Linked DNA regions of Sus scrofa: region 2 is linked to region 1. The links are chromatin contacts, called in public HiChIP or PLAC-seq maps. All regions are on one chromosome and are shown on one strand. The core of a region is the stretch at or near the end of the contact, and the rest is flanking DNA. Distances in the headings are between cores, read along the strand shown.

Region 1 (4,453 bases), core at 776-3,275:
GGGGCACACCCACGACATATGGAGGTTCCCAGGCTAGGGGTCAAATCGGAGCAGCAGCTGCTGGCCTACGCCACAGCCACAGCAACGCAGGATCCGAGCCGCATCTGCAACCTACACCACAGCTCACGGCAACACCGGATCCTTAACCCACTGAGCAAGGCCAGGGATCGAACCCGCAACCTCATGGTTCCTAGTCAGACTCATTACCACTGTGCCACAATTTTTTTTAAACATGGTTCATAATTTTCACTCTCAAGAATGTAGCATTTTAGTTTTCCAAACACTTCCAGGAGTGATCTAACTTGCTGTCAATAACAACCTGGGAGGTGAAGGCAACAAGGGTTCAAACTCCAGAGATGGGGAACCTGCCTCGCCCCAAGGGACACTCACAGCTTCCTGAGGGAACTGACGCCCGGCGTTGCCTGCAAGGGAACTGAAGCTTAGGGAGGCGGGCTGACTTGCCCCAACTCCCAGTGACTAACACACAAAGCAGAGACTTGACCAAAGTCTCTTGACTCGCTTCCTGGTGCTTTCTCCGCAACCAAGTACAAATGAAAACAGAACGCGAGTGTGAAAGTTAAAAATTATTCCGGACTGTGTCAAAGAATGAAAGAAATCCGATTCTACATTAAAACCCCAAAGACAAAAGGAGATAATTAGAGGATATATTTTCAGCTTTATCCAAGCCTCCCACCCTGCCTCTGGGTAGGAAAGTGGGTAAAAACAGAATCTGGGGTGAGAAGTTATCTGACTCACCCATGATGTGGTGGGAAAGAATCTGTAAGCAAACACCCTGCATTTATTTCCAGCTCTGCATCGCCTTCTGCCAGTCTTGGCAGCCAGCCGACAAGTTTGCTTGGGGCCCTCCTTGGGAGACATGGTCAGAGCCCTATTTTAAGATGACAGAAATAGCCTAAAACCTGTGGCCCTTCAGCAAAATGTAAAAGGATATGAAATATTGCCATTTGCAGCAACAGGGCTGGACCTAGATATTATCAGAGTGAAGTAAGTCAGATAGAAAAAGACGTATAAAATTACTTATATGTGGAATCTAAAAAAGGATACAAATGAATTTCTTTACAAAACAGAAACAGACTCAGAGACAAAGAAAACAAAATTTATGGTGACCAAAGGGGAAAGAGGAGAGGGATAAATTAGGAGTTTGGGGTTCGCATGTTTGGGGTTTGCTACTATACGCAAAATAGATCAACAAGGACCTACTGCAGAAACAGGAAATTGTATTTAATATCTTGTAATAATCTGTAATGGAAAAGAATCTGAAAAATACGTGTGTGTGTGTGTGTATGTAACGGAATCGTTTTGCTCTACACTTGAAACTAGCACCAAATTGTAGACCAACGAGACTTCAATTTTAAAAAGAAAGAACTAAAATAATAATAATAAACTAGCAAAAGGACAGACACAGGCAGAGGACAGACTAAGCCATCTGGCCACCCTGGGATGCTAGGGGTTAAGCATCCAGATGTGTGTTCTGGGCCTCGCCTGACACAGCACAGCTTATCCACAGAATCATTCCCTGTGTCCTGGCCTGTTCCAGGAAGCAAGCCTGCAAAGTTGCCTGCAAGAGAAGGCACGTGGTCTGAGAGGTGAACCGGGGACATCCTGCGAGGAGCCAAGGATTTATCTGAGCAGCCAAATGTACACTGACAGACAAGCCTGTGTGTGCTGGAGTGGCTCGTTCCCCAGCTCAGATATACGACCGCTTGCGGAATTCACCCACAAGGGGAAGTGAGTTAACGACTGGGGCGTTTCGCCTTCTGCCTATGCGTCATAAAATCAACTTGTAAAAACCTGGCTCTGAGAAGACTCAGGCTCGCCCAAATGTGGTTCTGTGGGGCTCCCAAACATTTCAAAGAGGGAACACGCACAGAGGAGAAAGTTCTTCGGCTCTCTGTGCACTAGGAACGGGGCCAGTGGCCTGAGCCTGACAGCTGGTCCAGGCGTGGTCATATCTGCTGACAGCAGCCCAGAGCTCCCCGCAGCATCTGCTCCACATCTGGGGCTTGTGACTCATCAGCCCCTCTCTCCTACAGCCCTGCCTTCTCATGCAGGCCTCAGCATGCAGCCCCAGAGCACAGAGGGCCCAGCCCATCAGGATCAATCCTCATCTCCAGCCCTGCTTTCCTCTGCCCCATAGCCTCAGCCCGGTCCACCAGCTCCAGCTCCAGCTCCAGGGCAAACTGTGCCTAGACCGTCTCAGATCCAGCCTGAGCTACTTTATAGTAGCTCCCAGACTGAGCCATTCGGTCTCTTGGACACTGGTATCTGCTCTGGCCCTTTAAATTTAGCAGCCCACACTCCCACCGAGCCCAGCTGGCCCACCAGAATGAGCCACCAGCAGCACCTGTTCTAGGCCAATCCTGTTTACCCTGGACAACTATTTTTGCTCTCACCTCCCTGGGTCTCAGATTCCTGGCTCCATAGCTCAGCTCCCATAGCTGCTTCTGGCCCCTTCACCATAGTGACCCTTCGGGTTTCCCTTTTTAGACCACAGCCTCTCACATGTTTCTGACCCAACTTGCTTCTACAGTGCTGGCTTCTCTCTTGGGCTCAGGTGAGGACCCACGATTCAGCCCCAGCCTCTGCATACTTCCTCAGCTGGGAGGGCTCCCAGGAAAAGCAGAGGGTGAGGACTCGTTCCTAAGGTCCCTGCCTGCTTCTGATGCTTCAGCCTTGCTTTGCCCTCCTCCGATTCCAGAACCTGGGATGGGGGGGGGGGGGGCAGGGTGCTCCCTAATCATGCCTCTGGCTGCTGGCCCCAACTTTGGTCCTGATCCCCAGAGTCTCTCCCTCAGCTTGGGCATCTCTGGTCTGGCCCAGGTTATACCCGGCCCACCCACCCGCACCCACTCTTCACTATCTCACTGAGATCAGCGTGGGGGAGTAGGGGTCTGAGAGGAGAGGCAAATGCCGCCTCAAGCAGAGCCCAGCCCAGGCACAGAGACCAGGGAGAGCTTCACCTCTGGGATACTTTTCTGGCTATGGATTGGGGGTTATGTATAGGAGAAGTCTCACAGGACAGCAGAAGGCAAAGCCCGTGTCATCTCAGGTCCTTGTTTCCTGCTCTCTAAATTGCATGCATAGGGTAGGGAGGTGTAGTTTCAGATGACAGCCTCGACAACCTTCTGGTTGTAAGGCTCTGAAATTTGAGTGGCCCCGTATGGTTCAGACCCTTTTCCTCATCTGCTAGATCCCATGTCTGACTTTAGGGACCTGTCTGTCCCACTAGCCCCTCCACAAAAGAACAAATGACTCCACCCAGGGTTTCCCCCACTCCCAACCTCTCCATTCCCTCCACTCCAAAAGGTACAGAAACCAGGGCTAGAATGCCCTCTCTCCTCTTTCTCCTCTCCAGCCCTCATCATCCTCTTCTCTGGCAGCCCAGGGACCTGAAGACTATTTTCCCCTAAAAGGTCTATGAGCCACTTGGTTTTCATTTCCATAAGCCCCAGAGGTGGGAACTTTGCTTAAAGACCAGGCACTGGGGAGGAGGGTTGTTGAGGAGTGAGACTCTGGTGCCTGGGCCACTTACTAGTGATGTGATCTAGGCTAGTGATTTAACTTCTCTATGCCTGGTTCCCCATCTCCAAAACTGGGATACGATGTGGAGTTCCTGTCCTGGCACAGTCAAAACGAATCTGACTAGGAATGATGAGGTTGCAGGTTTGATCCCTGGCCTCGCTCAGTAGGTTAAGGATCCAGCATTGCTGTGAGCTGTGGTGTAGGTTGCAGAGAGGCTCGAATCCCGAATTGCTGTTGCTATGCTGTAGGCCAGTGGCTACGGCTCCAATTCAATCCCTAGCCTGGGAACCTCCATGTGCCGTGGGTGCAGCCCTAAAAAATAACAAAATAAAACAAAACAAAATGAAAAAACTGTGATGCTAATAGTCCTCCCTCACTGCATTATTGGGAGGAGCCTATGAATTTATTCACACAGGAATGGTGCCTCTCATGTCGTAAATGTTGATGCCACAGGCTCTCATTTACTGATTATTCACACTATGTCAGCCTTTATTCTAAATACTTACATTCAATACATTTTTCCTAACAAAGTAAAACAAGGACAGAAGGATCATTCCATAATTCCAATTTAAAATTTAAACTGTCATTAATGTTTATTATGCCCATCAACAGGAACTGAAGTTCATTATCAAAATTCATCATAATTCCTGTTACTCCAAAGGACCAGATTGTTTATTTTTTAGTACTCTCCCTACTGGCCTTGATAAGGTTTATGTATAACAAATATTCACATGGTCAAAAAAATTTGCAAAAGGTTAGAGAATTTCTCCCATCTGCACAAAAACCCAGTGGGTGAAGGTGACAAAAATGAAGCACCTAGGGGACAGAGAATCCTGATGGTGCTCCTCATATGGATACAAGCCTGTGTCATTGTATGTCATAGTACAGACAAAATTCTCTGTGTGTCTTT
Region 2 (4,453 bases), core at 1,462-3,961, 69 kb after region 1:
GCCCAAAGTTACACAGTAAATGGAAGAGAAGATATTTGAACTAATTCGTCTGTCCCTTTTACTTATAATAGGAATACTTAGCTACATATTGAATCTATTGATTTTGAACAAATAACTCAAAAAAAAAAAAAAAAAAGGCTCTACAGGCCAGACAGGAACACGCATGAGTAAATTAAGTCAGATGTCACAGATGAGGCAGTCATTACTCAGCTATACTTAAATATTGCCCTCGTGGAATTTCAGGCTCAGTATTGCCATATTTTATGATTTTTCATGAACAGATGGAAATCTGGACCTGTATATAAAATCTCTTAAAGTGTCTATGTCAACTAATTAAAATGTTTAAAATTACTGTGCCGGCTAAACTAAACATGGCTACAAGTTTGCGTCTCTGATGAACAGGCTGTTAGAAACTCAGAAGTGAAGTCAGTAAGCGATCTGCTGGCGATGTATGATTAGGGGATCCTTAAGCACAGAGAGGACAGTAGATGCTTCAAGAGCTGTATGTGTTAGAATAATAATCAGCATTTGACAATATTAATTAAAATAATGCAAGTATCTATAAGTTAACAAGCCAGGACTCTAAGAACTTTATGATCTTTAGAAAACTGACACAAAATGGAAGTGTTAAAACTAGCCGATTGAAGTGAGTGTATTTTAAAATTCAATTTTCTATAAACTAAAAATTAAATTCCAGACGACTTGGATTTTCATACATTCATGATGTGATGGAAATATTTCAAAATGTGAATATCTATGTCTCCTACCGAATGAAAGGTAATGGAAAGATTGTTTTATCTATATTTCACTTTACAACTCCTATCCCATTTTCTCACTTACACTCATACCTGCAAAGCCCATAGCAGAGGGGTTCACAATTAGCAAAGATTAAATAAAAGAATACGTAAAACCTCTTATTTTTTAATTACTGAGTTTTAAGTCCCTCAATTAAAAGACCACCCAGGTTTTAGAGCTGGATATTCTCTTTGAAGTCGAAACTAGAATAGTGTTTTTTAAAACACTGAAATTACAAAGTAAAACTTCTTGTATTTGAAACACAATGTTCACCTTTCCCAAAAATATAGTTTCCCTTTTTTACCTCACAGGTAACTAACTCCAAGGATGGGAATAACTTTTCCAGCTGTTAAAGTTCAAATGAAATTGGCTTGATAACAATAATTGTAACAAAATATAATAATGAGGGGGAATGATCAACCTAATATATGGCAAAGATCTAAAGATGCTAGAACTGTGTTAGATACCTTCAGGGCCTCACCACACCCTTCCACGATCAGCTGCAAACGTCCTAGGAAAAACCGGCACCTCTCTTGAAAATTGTATTAAGGAGTAGGTGCTTTTAGCCTCAAGAGCTGTTTTGACATGTCAAATATAAGTTTGACTCTATAAAAATCCTGCCTCTTTATTGGACATTTTCTTTAAAAGTCGTTCAGGTAAAACGCGCGCGCGCGCACACACTTTCTTGCTTCTGATCACACATTGTATCAAGAACTTCGTTTTGTGTTCAAAACGAAGCTGGGGACAGAGCTGCTGTTTAAGTATATAGAGACATGACTCCATTTTTGTATAGCTAAAATGTCGCAAACGATGGAATACTTCATCTTACTGGACCTCTCCCTTAAAATACTACCTGAGAAGTATAAATAGTTCAACTTGACGGCTTTGAAAAGCCGAATCCTATTTGTAGGATAGACCTTATATAAAATGGAAATATAAAGCTGTCAGTCTTCAACGTGCTTAAAAAATAAACAAATCAGGAGCTAGCAATTAAAATCCTCCAGACGCCCGCGCTCCGCAAACACTTCTTCCAAAGAATTCTGGCATATTCTGGGTATTCCCGTACCACCGCTGGCCGGATATTCCCTTGGGGAAAGCTGCTTGTCTAGTGAGGTACAAAGACAATAAAACCCTTCCTTTCATCCCTTTCTCATTCACTCTGCAGGGGGTGGACTAAATAGGGAGCTGAAGGAAGCTTTCTTAACGCATTTGGGTGCACCGTCTGGTCTCCGGGCGTCCCCATCCAAAGGCTGCCGAAGATGAGCACCTGGAGACCAGTCATTCCGGGCGCTGCGCCCCGGGGCGCAGAGCCTCAGCCCTACAGGCCGCTCCCAGGGAGGCCCAGCCTGCCAAGGGCAATCTCTGCTCCTCGGGGGCGCCAGGAAAATCAAGACTCGCACACGCAAGGGACAGGAATCGGGTCGGGTGGAAGGACAAATTTCCTTCCCACATTCTTGGTGAGAAAACCAGGTAGAGGGACTGTCCAACTCCAGCATGGGATACGGACTCCTGGAACAAAGAGACAGGAGGAAGACCAGGCGGCCACACCAACGCAGACTCAGAGGGCTCTACCACTTTACGCAAGTGGTCCGCAACTCGTCCGCGCTCAGTTCCCCTTACGCCACTGGCTTGGCCTCAGAGCCTTCGCGAATATGGCTTTGCGCACTGCGGCGGAGTCGAGCCGCAACCGAGCTTGGCTCTGTGACTCCTCCCCACGGCCGGGTGCCGATTGGTGGCGAACATCAGCCCGGCTGTTGATTGGGTGGCGAAGGAGCCATTCGGGGCGGCTCTGGTGGGTTCGGCTGCCCTAGAGTGATAAGTTCGGCTTCAGACACGCCTCAGCGCCAGCAGCGAGTCGGAGCTCTATGGAGGTGGCGGCGAGTATCGGGTGGTGGCTGCAGCAGCGACTCCTCTGAGCTGAGCGTTTCAAGCCGGTCCCGACTCCTTCCTCCCCCTTCCCTCCCCCTTTTTTGTTTTCCGTTCCCCTTTCCCCTCCCTTCCCCGTCCCGACGACCGGATCCGAGGAGGCAGCTGCGGCGGCAGCTGCTGAGTTCTCGGTGAAGGTGAGTGGAGCCGCCGCTGGCGCTGCCGCCGCCGCCGCCGCCGCCGAGTGGAGCGCTCTAAAATGGCCGCCGTCCCTGGCCGCTTCTTCTCGAGTGGTACAAAATGGCGGACGCAGGCGGAGCCGGGTGGGGCGACCCTTTTTTAGCGTTTCCTCCGCGCTCCGGGCACCTGGAACTTCCTCGCCCTTGTCTTCTCTTCCCCTTGTTGATGGAATAGAAGGAGCCGGCGGCCCCCGACAGTCTCGGTGGCTGTCGGCGGCCGTACCCGCGGGACCGGGGCGGGCCGAAGCGCGGCTGTGTTCGGCCAGGGAGAGAGCGTGGCAGGGCCGCGCGTGCTGTGGGGAGGGTCGCGGCCCGGCGGGGAGGGCTCGGCCGTTGGCGCGGGACCAGCCGAGGCGGAGGCGTCCCGGAGCCCAGCTCCCGGCGGGGAGGTGTGTGGGGCCCCGGGGCCGGCGGGGAGAGCGGCCGGGCTGCCCGCGGTGGGGGAGCGAAGGGCCTGCCCCGGCGGCCTCTCTTGTGACGGGAGAGGAGGGAAAGCGAGGCTTTCTGAGCTTTTGTCGGCTGGGGAGGCGGCGGTGAGGCGGCTGTCAGTTCCTCGGGGATTTATGGGTGGGAGGGGGCCGCTGGAGGGAAGGAGGCCGTCTTCCTGCCTGAGAACAAAGAGCCGGGCGCTGGGCCGCGGGGGCGGCCTCCGCTCCTCCCCGAGGCTTGCCCCCGGCAGCTTCGCCGGGAGGCTGTCGGAAGCACTTCCTAACTCGGCCCGGGTGGGAGGAATCCACTGCTCTTTTGTTCCCAGGAAGGGAAAAAATTGGGTGGAGGTTCTTGCTGCCATGTTGTGGCCCTGGTCTTCCGCCTGCCTAGTGCCAGGCGCTGTGCACCCGGTGCCTCGCGTCTTCCCGCGAGCCCTCTGCGCCTAGTTCAGAGCATGGGCAGCGGTGAGAACCCAAGACTTCAGTTAAGCCCTTCATGTAGTCTGTTGCTCGTCCCGGAGGCAGTAACAACTACGTTTTCCACATAACGTGCCTCTGTATCAGAGTTAGACTTTCTATTATTGATCTCGGTGTCTAGTTGTAAAGGAGGTAGTGTGTGGCTTTTTCAAAGACTAGTTCTTAGCCATTTAGCTCTTCGTTTATTGCTGTGTAGGTTCTTCCTTGCATCTTCAAACACCGAGAACTTCCAGGTAGTAAAACAATTTTCCTGTGTTTTGAGAACCTTCTTGAGTCTTAGGAGTTCTGCAATGCAGTGTAAGTTCAGTCAACTGCAGTGTCAGGCTCTGAAATAAATTATAATGGAAGACGATTTATAGATTTGTATGTTAGTGGTGTCTAATTTTGGTACTCTTTTCTCATTCCAGGTTTTTCGTTTCTCCCATCCCTTCCCTCCCCACCCATCCATTAATATTATTCTTTTGAAGATTCTTCGTTGTCAAGCCGCCAAAGTGGAGAGTGCGATTGCAGAAGGGGGTGCTTCTCGTTTCAGGTATGTGTACATTTATTTTAGCAGTTACTGGGAAGAGACTAGTCACAAAACCAAAGGAGTAGCCACACCAAGTAATTCTGACTTGATTGTGCTGCAAGTTTAATTTATAATGTGCC

What was found. HiChIP or PLAC-seq counts read pairs in DNA pulled down with a chosen protein or histone mark.
Region 2: a contact with region 1 is called in an H3K27ac HiChIP or PLAC-seq map of skeletal muscle. The contact joins the promoter of EIF4G2 here to the enhancer-like site in region 1. A contact is called at or near these places in 1 of 5 promoter capture datasets (fetal liver), 3 of 47 Hi-C or Micro-C datasets (embryonic fibroblasts, fetal skeletal muscle and psoas muscle) and 2 of 2 datasets of contacts at active chromatin or transcription factors (alveolar macrophages and skeletal muscle).

The regions. Positions count from the first base shown.
Region 1 is chr2:48,595,481-48,599,933 of Sscrofa11.1, forward strand. No RefSeq gene overlaps it. Among named protein-coding and RNA genes, the nearest start is that of ZBED5, 27 kb to the right of the region's middle. Within about 2 kb of position 2,026, at least 58 of the 83 cell types and tissues checked have an H3K27ac peak or open chromatin away from gene starts, as enhancers often do. A contact at or near this core is called in alveolar macrophages, embryonic fibroblasts, fetal liver and 2 more, where this site is marked.
Region 2 is chr2:48,663,879-48,668,331 of Sscrofa11.1, forward strand. EIF4G2 (eukaryotic translation initiation factor 4 gamma 2) reads left to right here and starts at 2,712. Exons shown (of 22, transcript XM_021083319.1): 1 at 2,712-2,858; 2 at 4,213-4,337. The coding sequence starts at 2,712.